4 separate regions of the Sus scrofa genome follow, and all the other regions are linked to region 4. Evidence: chromatin contacts called from public HiChIP or PLAC-seq and promoter capture Hi-C data. All regions are on one chromosome and are shown on one strand. Each heading gives the region's core, a stretch centred on a gene start, on an enhancer-like site or on the middle of the called end of the contact. The rest is flanking DNA. Distances are from core to core; before and after follow the strand shown.

Region 1 (2,700 bases), core at 1-2,500, 370 kb after region 4:
CCTTCCAAGGACAGTAAGCCTGCGGTGAAATCACTCAGATGCCTTCCTCATTTCTGCCCTAAAAACTCTTTGGGGTGGTGACACTCCTGAAACAAAGGTGGCTTTGGATGAACTCACTTGTTTTACTGTGATTACTTTGGCTTCTCTTTCAAAGTGTGGTCCAAGCCCAGAACAAGCCATCAGTGGTATTAAATATATTAGTTACTTAATAGTCTAAATGATGAGGGCAGAAATTAGTTGATGCAGAACTGCATCCTCAGTAGACTGTGGATTCCCTTTATACTCAGGGCTCTTTTTATCCCGGTGTGGCCCAGGGTGAGTGGGGGGGATGGTGGGAGGGTCAGGAGTTAGAAACAGGGTTTTAGCAAAATCCCACTCACTAAGGTCCCAGAGCTCCGTCCTTTCTTTCCCTCTTGGTTCTTTTGGTTAAAAAGCACTAATTAACATTTCAAAAGGACAGAGATGGAAATGACCGGAAACATCAATATGTAGCTTGGAGCATTTAGTCCTTAATTGAAGGTGTGCTGTTTTCCCAACTCTTAGATAGTTAGAGCCAAAACATACATAAATAAATAAAATAATGGTTTACAGAAAACCTTTAATTCCCTACTAATTTTGCATCAAGAAATTTATATTTGCCAAAAAGGTAGAGTTAATTCTATATTTTAAAAAATATCCAATTCTATTTTGTTTGAAACCTTTATACCCATTTGGATTTTCCTTATGTTTTTCTTCTCAAAAAAAAAAAAAAAAGAAATTTATATTTGCTAATTTCTAGTTTTTCATGCTTTCTTGGAGATTTTTTTGAAGTGTCACCAACTTTTATATATGTTGAAAATGATCCAAACAATATACTCTAAATAAAATCAGCAACCTAAGATGTTTTGAGAGACTTCCATGTACTCTGGTCAAAATTTACTTGGCACTAGAGGCCTTACAGACTTCAGTCATGTGAGTGACTAAGACTGAAATGCCACATTGAGTCGCAGGCCAAATACAGTTTCAAGAAATGTACAACCTGTCTCCTGAAACCCTTACATCGTGTCAGCTAGACGTGTGCTGGTCCTAACGACAGAACTTGCGAAAACTCTGGGTTTTGAATGTGGTTAATCAAGTCATTGCGCGGAAGGCAAGAAGCACTATTATTACAGCTGTTACCTTATTTTAAGGATTTACAAGTAGTGTCTGTGCCGAAAAGCACGGTATGAGCCAGTTGAAAACAAAGGGGAAGAACAGCGAGCTGCAGATAGGCTGGAAAAAGGGGAAGAACAGCGAGCTGCAGATAGGCTGGAAACCCCTGTAAGCTGTGGATGTACAAAGGCCCGTGAGACGGACGTTTAGGTCTCTGTGGCAGTAGCTGAATCCATCCTGCTTTGGCACTCAGAGATCCTGGGTCAAGTAAGCCAGTGGTGAAAACTATTTTTTTCATGTTTTGGGAAATATCTGTGCCCCAATTTTTAAACATTCTAAAAACTCACCACGATAAACTGGCATCCATCCGTTTAACCAGTTACTCAAAAGTATATCCTCAGCAGCAGTCCTTGAAACAGGTGTGGGGTTAAGAATCACTTTAATACTAGAAAAGCCAGCTGAGGCCTTCTGTTTTTAGAGTGTTGGATTTAAGAGTTTCAAATGTATCTCGAACATTTCCTGATTTACATGGAATTCAGTCTTTTTTCTTCCTCTCTCTCCTTTTTGGTCTGCACCTGTGGCATATGGAAGTTCCCAGGCCAGGGAGCCAACCTGAGCCACAGCTGTGACCTACAACACAACTGCGTCAACACCGGACCCTGAACCCACTGCACCACAGCGGGAACTCCAGCATGGAATCCGGTCTTGTACACAACCGTGTGAATTACATTTTCACACCTGACTGTGGGAGGCACAAAACTAACCTCTGTCCCCAACACTTCCCCTTGTCCCCCAAATACTCCACAAATGCACCCCCTTGCACAGGCACCCGAGGAAGGATCTGTTTTCCCGGTGTGCTTTTACTGCTTCTTAGTGTTCTCGTCACTCGCTCCTCCCGCAGGAAGCAGTGGCTCCGCGGAGGTGCCCTGAGCAGCTCTCAGAGCTGGAGGGTGAGCCCCATGGCGCCGTTCCTCTCAGGCCCAGCTCCCCAAACTGGCAGGAAAGTGCAGCTTCGTTTCCAGAAGTTCAAGCCCTAAGACTCTTCCATCTTGCGGGAAATCTCCACAGCTCAGCCGTGGTCCACAAAGGGACTTTGTTCCTTTGATCCCAGTGACAGACCCGGCTCGAGTGCTCTGGAGCAGGCTAGTTTGTACCAGAAAGCAGAGCCCCTCTAGCGAAACCAGTAAGCTTTTCCCTTTACACCAGTTTATGAAACACATAATTAACTTCCCAAGTATCATCATAGATAGGGGACTACTTGAAGAAAGGCATGTCCTTATAAACACTGAAAAAAGATCCCCTCAACAAGAGGCAGTTACTTTTCATAAGGCTAAATTCTGTTTAGTCGGGACACTAGATATGAGTACTTGGAGTTGATGTGGCAGAAGAGAACAAGAGGCTGAGCTGTCACTTCCTCCTTTTCCCACGGTGCTGCTGATGTTTCTAGGTGGGGTGGGAGATTTGTATTATCACTTAGAAGGAAGCGGAAATGAAACAGAATAGCAAATTCCTGAAACCAGATGTCATGGTGACATGATCGAGCTACCTGGTCATTCCTTGCAGGCATAT
Region 2 (2,703 bases), core at 193-2,692, 410 kb after region 4:
CCATATGCCACGAGTGCAGCCCTAAAAAGCAGAAAAAAAAGAAAAAAGAAAATAAAGAGAATTAAACCAATGCAAGTTTGAGACCAGGTATAAGGATCTGCTCTTTTGAAGAGCAATACTGATTTTTCAGTCTGACCTCAGGGAGGTTCAGTTCTGAGGATTTTCTGTTTAAGCCACTGAGAGGCTTGTGTTTTTGTCTGTTTTCAGGTGTTCTTGGGATATATGATTTGGGATTTTGTTATAGGGGCTCTCAGCTGAAAACAGTTGGATGAAAATTATCATCTTCATCCCAAAGAAGACTTCGTACTTGTATCTTGTACAAGGAGTTTGATTTTTCAGTTTCACACACAGCAAACACATTTTTACACATCTGAGACAGGTGACAGAAAAAGGATAAAGGGTAATAGTTATTTGAATTATTACTGTTCCTTTTTCAGGCCTTAGCAGTTTAGTTCTTACTCTTTTTTGTATGTAATATAACATTTCATAGCAGGCATTTGATTGCAAATGAATTAAATAAGATGTATTTCACCTTTCTCAGGTTTTGGCACCCTAGGCATGACATTTTAATCAACAGTACAAATCTGTTGTTTCAAGAAGCGCTTTATCAATCAGCTCAGAACAGGAAAACCTAAGTATAATGAAGGTGGCTAAGATGAGGATTGAGATCATTAGTTAACTATGTTGTCTAATTACTCCAGTTTCTACCTCCCTTTGGCCTCAGAAGTAAAAAGTCAACTTGCCAAAAAAAAAAAAAAAAAACCCTCGTTGCCTGAAAAGGCAGTTTGTTGCACCTTACTGTAAACTCTTAGAAGAGGAACTAAAACTGCCATTTAAATAAGATGTTAATGAGATTTGGGGTGACTATGCTATGAATCAGCGAATTTGAAAACTAAAATTACTTCTGAATCCTCCGGTCAAAAAGCAAAGGCCTCCTCTTGGATTTGATTACTTTTACCATATGTGCATAATTAACCACCCCTTTAAAAAATTTCCTTACAATTTACACCTGTAATATGACGAAATATGAAATACTGCGACGAACATTAATCGGTCCAGCTATCCGAGGTATAGTCTCAGCAGGGGATGATGATGTCTGTCGTCTCAGCTCATCTTCACAAAAACTAGAGAAGAGGAACTGTCCATCCCACCCCTTGAAAGCTGCCACTGAAGCCGGGATTGCGCTTGGATCCCGGCAGTGCCGGCGAGATGACGTTCACGCGGTGGGGATTTCCGTATCGGTGACACGCCACTTCCGGTCGCTGGTGAGAATCAGTGACGTGGCAGGCGCGGCCAAGCACGGTCCTTCGGGCCGGGACACCCGGAGCAGTCAGGTGGCTTCTGGGCAGCCCCACAGGGAGAGAAGAGCTCACCGGCGGCGACAGCGGCGGCGGAGGGGGGAGAGGCCGGAGCCGGAAGTGCCACGTGTCCCGATTGCGCCTGCGCGGCCGGCGGCTGACAGGCAGTTCCGGCTGGGGCCTCCCTCGGTCTCTCTCCGCTCGGCTGCTTCCTCCCAGCCCGGCGTTCCCGGCCCGGCCGGCACGACTCTCGAGCCTCAGCACCCAGGCCAGGCCATGGCCGCCGGCGGGCTGGGGAGACTGTGGCGCCATGCCTAGGGCTTTATGCGCCTCCGGCTCTCTCTCCCTGCACCAGCCCTAAGTCGTTGGCCCCCTCCCTCCGCTTCCAGCAGTGGTCTTTCGGGTCGGCTTGGCGCTGTCGCAGACCCCGACCAGCCCCTTCCAGTCCCGACGAACACCGTCGTCATGTCCCAGCCCGGGATACCGGCCTCCGGCGCCGCCCCCACGGGCCTCCAGGCCCAGAACGGGGCCGCCCCAGCCTCGGGGTCTCATTACAGCAACGGTAAGTGCCGCTCAGAGGGGGCGTGGGGGCGGGAGGACGACCAAGTTCGGGCCCCCGGCTCGAGTTGACCTTTGGTTGCTGCCGCCGCCTGAGGCGACCGAGGAGGGGAGGGTGACCTCTCTGCCGGGGTCGGGAGCGGCTCAGGGTGCGAGGCCCCGCCACGGAGACCGCGGCTCGTCTTAGTGTTTCGTTTTTCATTATTTATTCATTCGTTCAGCAGACAGTTGTTGAGCCCTTGCTGTATGTAACGTCCAGGGTTTACGTGAGTGAGGAATACGGAGGCGGGCCGTACCTCACAATTCGCATCCAAGGCTCATAGTGTCTGTTTATGTGCCTTTCCCCTCCGCGCCGCCTCACTCACGTCTCGTAGAGAGCAGGATTTGGGGTTTGATTCATTCCAGTTCCGCAGTGGGGTGGGCGTCATACTCAGTGTGAATTGGCGGAGATGAACGAGTGAGTGCATGTTTTGGGGAGACCTCTTTAGGGCCCGCTCATCTCTCCCTGAACCTTCCCCGAATTGTAGTTAGGCCACCTGTTGTGGTTTTCAGCTTCGAAACAACTAAGTTAAGGGGAGGATCTGTTCAATTTCCAGAGGTCTTTAGATCACTGGGGAAGCGGTTGTACACGTCTCTGAACCTCTGACCAGAGTGTGCATGTGGCACTATAATTTTTCATTGGGTATGAGGCTGTCTTCTAATTGTGTACCCCTTCTAGGATTCTTTGAATTGTCCTATATTGTGATTTACTAAGTTTGCTATAATTGCTATTATTATATAAGACGTTTTCTGCCAACAGTTTGCCAAGTCACTAGTTTACTTGTAAAACTTTGGTTCTTGGAAACAA
Region 3 (2,700 bases), core at 133-2,632, 500 kb after region 4:
TCCTAACTTGGTTTCTTTTCTTTTCTTTCTTTTTTTTGGTATTTTTAGGGCTGCATCCTTGGCATGTGGAGGTTCCCAGGCTAGGGGTCTAATTGGACCTGTAGCTGCCAGCCTACACTACAGCCAAAGCAACACAGCATCTGAGCCAAATCTGCAACCTACACCACAGCTCCCGGCCACGCCGGATCCTCAACCCACTGAGTGAGGCCAGGGATCAAACCCGCAACCTCATGGTTCCTAGTCAGATTCGTTCCTGCTGCACCACGAAGGGAACTCCTGGTTTCATTCTTTCAAAAATCAAATTTACTGAGGTAAAATTTATATACAGTAAAACACCAATTTGAAGTGTGCAGTTTAATAAATTTTGGCATGCATCCATGCAATGACTGCCACAGGAAAAATATGGAGATTTTCTTATCACCCTTAGATATAAGAACATGAACTACCCCAGAAGCATGTAAAGTAAATGAGAACCTCTCTCCAACACTTCTACAGCCTTTTGCTAAAACAACAACATTTTACTGCGCCTTCCACAAGGTGAGTCGGTCTCTCCCTTGGGACTGTACTTCAGAATCACCTGGAAAGATGGAAAAGTCCCAATATGCAGGAAGCACTCCAGACCAATCAAATCAGAATATTAGAGTGGAACACACGAATCCATATATACATACATACATTTTATATATATATATATATATGTATATATATATATATATATATTTTTTTTTTTTAAGTTCCCAAGTGAAGGCAATGTTGAGAACCATTATAATCTAATGTACCTGTTTTCTGCTTTTCATCCCCTTCACCAAGTTAACTCCAGGTTAACTCTAGTCTTCAAATCTCACCTCTAAACGGTCACTTCTTCAGGGAACTCTTTTTGCGAACTCCGTTCCTATCGCAGAATCTTTTTCCTGTTGTATTATACCTGCTTGTGTTTTCCTTAATGCCCGTATCTGCCACTAGATTGAAAGCTCACCAGGATCTAGAACATGCTCGACAGGTAACAATATATATAAATGAATGAATGTATAAATAAGTAACAGTGAATGAAGATGGAGATGTTTGTAGCATCACTTAGCTCATGTGAAGGGCGATGTCCCTACAGGGCCTGGGACAGCTCGCAGTGCTTATGGCGCTTCGGTGGCCCTTGCTTAAAAGACCTTGTCGAGGGCTTGCAAGGCTGAGGCACCGCCCCCCACCGCACCCACACGCCAGGTCTTTCGCGGCTGTGCAGGGAAAACGCAGACGAGCCAACCTTTTTCGGCGCGGCCAGCGCTGTGCGGCCTCCAGCCCAGCGGGGGCGCTGTGGAGCCAGAGCGGCTTCCGGGCTCCCGTTTCCTTCCTCTTGCCGCTGGCGCCAACACATCCTGTTTTCGTTGGCCGCGCTCCGGGGGCCGCTGCCACTGTGGCTGCTGCCGCTTGTTAGTGCTGCTCCTCGCCCGGCGAGTCGAGGGCAGCGCGGCCTCCTACGTTGTGCGGTACTTGTGCGCGTGGTCCCGAAGGGCGCCGCTTTCCCGCGGCCGGCGGCATGGGCCGGGAGTCTCGGTGAGGCGGCGCGGCGGGCGGGCGAGCGGCTTCCTTGGCGTGGGGGAAGAGGCGGGAGTTGCGGTGGCCTCGGGGCCCGGCCTATCCCGGTGCGGCCCCACGTGTGGCCAGCGGCTGGCCGGTGCCACCGGAGGAGCTGGGGGACCTCTGCCGACGTTGTCTCTGTAATTGGGCCGCCAGCGGGCCCGAGGTTCCCTTGCAGTGCTTTCGACCGGTTCGAGTCGCTGGAGCGGGAACACCCCTCCGGGACGTCAACCGCATCCCGCCGTTTCCGCGCTTACCCTGCTTGCCTCAGTCAGAAGCGATCCCAGTTGGATTCCTAACCGCCTCGCGTTTGCCATGTTTCTTTAGCCTCTATCGCTCTCTACGTCAGTTCTTTGTGCGCTTGTGGCATTTTTTCACGTCGAAAGCACAATGTGGTCAAACACTTAACATACCTACAGCACTTCATGACTGGGCTTTTACTGGGCTGCAATAAATGCTTGTTGCCTGGACATATATTTCGCAGATAGGTTTCAATTTAAGTACTTTTTTTTTTTTTTAATCCTTTTTAAACTCGAAACTAGGAGCTCTTACTAGAACGCATCTCTTTAGCTTGTTACCTGATTTGGGATCTTCAGGTTTTTAATCTTGAAAGTGCATATTTGCTTGATACCTAGAGGTGGTTGAAAGATCATTTATATCTAGGATAAAAATAATAGGTGAGTAAGGTAATAGTAGTTCACTGAGTGAGGTGTGATTAACATTCAGGGAAATGGACAAAGCTTTAACGGTGGAGCTGATGAAATTGAGCAAATATATACACTGTGTAACTGTCACCTGCATAAAGTGTTTCCTTAACTACAGAAAATTCTTTTGAAGGTCTTTTAAATCTCCGTGGAATCATTGGTGTTCCTCTGGCCATCTAGACCAGAAACCTGGAAGTGATATTTATTCGACTCCCTTTTTTCTCTCTTTCTGCCTGCATCCATTTAGATGATAGAACCTGTGGACATTTCTGCTCTCTTTGACTTAATTCACGCCCTAAATATTTCTTGCTCAGACTGCTACACATGTCTCAAATTGATTCTCTTCCTCTGATCTTGCTCTCCTAGTTGATTCCACACTGTGGCCAGAGCAGCGGCCTCTCAGATAAAAAAGATGATGTCATTCGCA
Region 4 (2,700 bases), core at 35-2,534:
TTCTGCTGTGACGCTCTCATGAAAACATTCATGAGCCCAAACTCCAACCTTTAGTCTCCATTAAAAAGCAAACCAAAGCAGGTGAACATCCTATCCCTTCGAAAACCTCTTAGTAAGTTTACGGAGTTGGTGCACCTAAAAGCCAAACCACTGTGGCGATGGCACCTGCTACTCCAACAATTGCTTCAACAACCGCGGGCTGTGGCAAAATAATGGGCGACAAATATTCCGAAGGAGCAGGCAGCTCTCTGCCGAAATTCGGCTCCGGCGCAGTTAACCAGGACGAGTGACGCCAGACACAGGGGCGAGAAAGACTGAGAGCCAAGAATCCAGCTGCGGGACGACCCTACCACGCTTCCTCTGGGACACCCGAACAACAAACGGACAAACGCCCATGCTCACGACGACCCAGAGAAGTCCATTAAAAGCCCCGCCACCACCCTCGCCCTGGCTTCCCGGGGCCGATGGGCTCAACCGCCGAGGGAGGCCCCGGCCGCAGCCTGGGCCTGCAGCCTTGCTCCGCGACGGCTGAGGGTCGCCCCGCGCAGAGAAGGCCCAATCCCGGTTCCGCTCACACCTTCTCCCTCCCGCCCGCCTGGGCGCGGTGAAGACTAGCGGCTAAAAGAGGCCTCGGCAAGTCGAGGGGCGGTGTGGGAGGTGAATGGCACCTCCGGGAGAATGGGGTCGACGACGGCTTTCACCGGGCCTGAGGGAAGGCCAGGCCCAGGTGCCTGCCGTTTCGAGCAAGGCCAAAGCCGCAGCGGGGCGGCCCGCGGCTCGCAATCTGCGGCGCCACCGCCCCCTTTCAGCTCAGGCGGCGGGTACTCACGGTGTTTGGGCTCAAGGAGATGGCGGGCCGGAGGCTGACGAGAGAAGGGCGGTGTCCGCAACCGGAGAGACAGAAAAGCGACGCACAAGGCGACTTCAACCGAGTGGCGCGGCGTCGCCTTTATAGCAGCGGGCGCAGGCGCCGAGGACCCCGGGGCCCGTGACGTCACAGAGACGGCAGGGCTGGCCGCCGAGATCGCCTGACGGCAGGCGCAGACCGGCGGGGCGAGGCGCGGCGGGCCTTGAGTCTCACCCCTTCCCTCGAAAGCGGCGCTCACTCCCCTCAAAGCGGAAACGGGGGACTGGCTCAGATACTCCACGGCCTGCAAGGGTCTTTCAGGCGGGAGCTGGCCTAAGTCGAATTAAAGACCCCAGTCCCGAAAAGCCTAGAAACCTGGAGCGAGGGGCCGGGAGGGAGAGCGCGGGGAGTAGCGGGGAGAGAGGGGCGGAGTGGGGAGGGAGAGGCGTCTGTGTTAGGGGTGGTGTTTGGGAGGGGCTGCAGCTCCTTTTCATGATGGGGAAACTGGGACTCTGAGAAAGAAAGGGCGCTGATCTTTGCAGCCAGCGCTGTGAGATTTTGCTCAGGGCCTCAGTGTCCTCCCCTGAACCCTACATGAGTTAGCTCACTCTCCACAATAATGCATAAGAAGAAATATCAGGAGTTCCCCTCGTGGCTCAGTGGTTAACGAATCCGACTAGAAACCATGAGGTTTCGGGTTCGATCCCTGGCCTCGCTCAGTGGGTTAAGGATTTGGAGTGGCCATGAGCTGTGGTGTAGGTCACAGTCGCGACTCGGATCCCACGTTGTGGCTCTGGTGTAGGCCGGTGGCTACAGCTCCGATTCGACCCCTAGCCAGGGAACCTCCGTATGCCTTGGGTGCGGCCCTAGAAAGACAAAAAGACAAAAAAAAAAAAAGAAGAAGAAATACCATTACCCTTTTCTCTTTGACTTGTGAGGGAACAGGTTCAAAACGGTTCAGTGGCAGAGCAAGGATTGTTTGATACTCTCAACTCTGATTTCCTATCGACTTCTGAAGAGGCCTCCAATCCAAAGTAACCACTGTTTCAGGGAAACCCCAAGTTAGCAAAAGTGTATTGGGTGGGGGGAGGGCGAGGTGATGGGTGCTAGGAATTCGGCAGCGAACGAGGCAGCCAGAGTCCAGCCTGCAGAGAGCCCTTGTGTGGGATGCTCCCTAAAGGCTGTGTTAGGGTCCCTAAGATGAAACCAACCCTCAAGGGAAAGGGGTTAGTCTGCAAATTCCCACTCCCACCCTCTCCAGTCAGGGACTTTGACCTGCTCTACCCTGCTCTGTTTAGAGAACAATGCCACCCCTCTGGAGGAGACTAAGGCGCCAGGCTCACCTAACCAGCAGGCACGTGATGGTATTCCTGACGCCAAGGAGACAAAGGACACTTCCACACAGGGCCCCCTAAAGAAATCAGAAGCCTGCAGCTCTTCTGAGATGGGACTGGGCAGGGAGACCAAGCAGCTCCTTGGGTTACCAGGTCTTTGTCTCCAAGCTGTGGTATCCAGTGTCTGCCAGGTGCCACAGCTGATGTCGGGAAGATGAAAGGACCTACAGCTCTCAGACTTTTTCTCCACAAGCCTGCCCTGCCCTAAGCAGCTCCAGCTTCTGGTCTCTTAGTTAAGGCCCACTAGATCCCCTTTGCTCCCCTGCCTGTGGCATATAAGGGCCACCTTGTAGCCTAGTTGAGCATCCTAAGCAGGACTGGGCAGTGCCAGATTACACGTCTAGCTGGAGGATCTGGCACAGGGCCTGGCATTAGGAAGGTGTATGTTTTTTCCAAAATGTCTGGGGGCCCCTAATATTAGAATCACCGAGATATTCTTGGGTGGCTTTTTTTGGCTGC

The links. Promoter capture Hi-C pulls out the DNA fragments that hold promoters and counts their contacts. HiChIP or PLAC-seq counts read pairs in DNA pulled down with a chosen protein or histone mark.
Region 1: a contact with region 4 is called in an H3K27ac HiChIP or PLAC-seq map of alveolar macrophages. The contact joins the enhancer-like site here to the promoter of SKP1 in region 4. A contact is called at or near these places in 1 of 5 promoter capture datasets (fetal liver), 3 of 47 Hi-C or Micro-C datasets (alveolar macrophages, embryonic fibroblasts and skeletal muscle) and 2 of 2 datasets of contacts at active chromatin or transcription factors (alveolar macrophages and skeletal muscle).
Region 2: a contact with region 4 is called in an H3K27ac HiChIP or PLAC-seq map of alveolar macrophages. The contact joins the promoter of SEC24A here to the promoter of SKP1 in region 4. A contact is called at or near these places in 1 of 5 promoter capture datasets (liver), 2 of 47 Hi-C or Micro-C datasets (epiblast stem cells and skeletal muscle) and 1 of 2 datasets of contacts at active chromatin or transcription factors (alveolar macrophages).
Region 3: a promoter capture Hi-C map of fetal liver shows a contact between it and region 4, with 2.5 times the contacts expected there. The contact joins the promoter of DDX46 here to the promoter of SKP1 in region 4. A contact is called at or near these places in 2 of 5 promoter capture datasets (fetal liver and liver) and 1 of 2 datasets of contacts at active chromatin or transcription factors (alveolar macrophages).

Annotation. Positions count from the first base shown.
Region 1 is chr2:136,844,596-136,847,295 of Sscrofa11.1, forward strand. It overlaps a transcript of SEC24A not described here. Among named protein-coding and RNA genes, the nearest start is that of SAR1B, 28 kb to the right of the region's middle. Within about 2 kb of position 1,251, at least 10 of the 83 cell types and tissues checked have an H3K27ac peak or open chromatin away from gene starts, as enhancers often do. A contact at or near this core is called in alveolar macrophages, where this site is marked.
Region 2 is chr2:136,882,608-136,885,310 of Sscrofa11.1, forward strand. SEC24A (SEC24 homolog A, COPII coat complex component) reads left to right here and starts at 1,443. Exons shown (of 23, transcript NM_001243924.1): 1 at 1,443-1,860. The coding sequence starts at 1,623.
Region 3 is chr2:136,971,148-136,973,847 of Sscrofa11.1, forward strand. It overlaps DDX46 (DEAD-box helicase 46), which reads left to right and starts at 1,383. Exons shown (of 23, transcript NM_001246268.1): 1 at 1,383-1,545. The coding sequence starts at 1,529.
Region 4 is chr2:136,475,080-136,477,779 of Sscrofa11.1, forward strand. SKP1 (S-phase kinase-associated protein 1) reads right to left here and starts at 1,285. Exons shown (of 6, transcript XM_021084761.1): 1 at 830-1,285.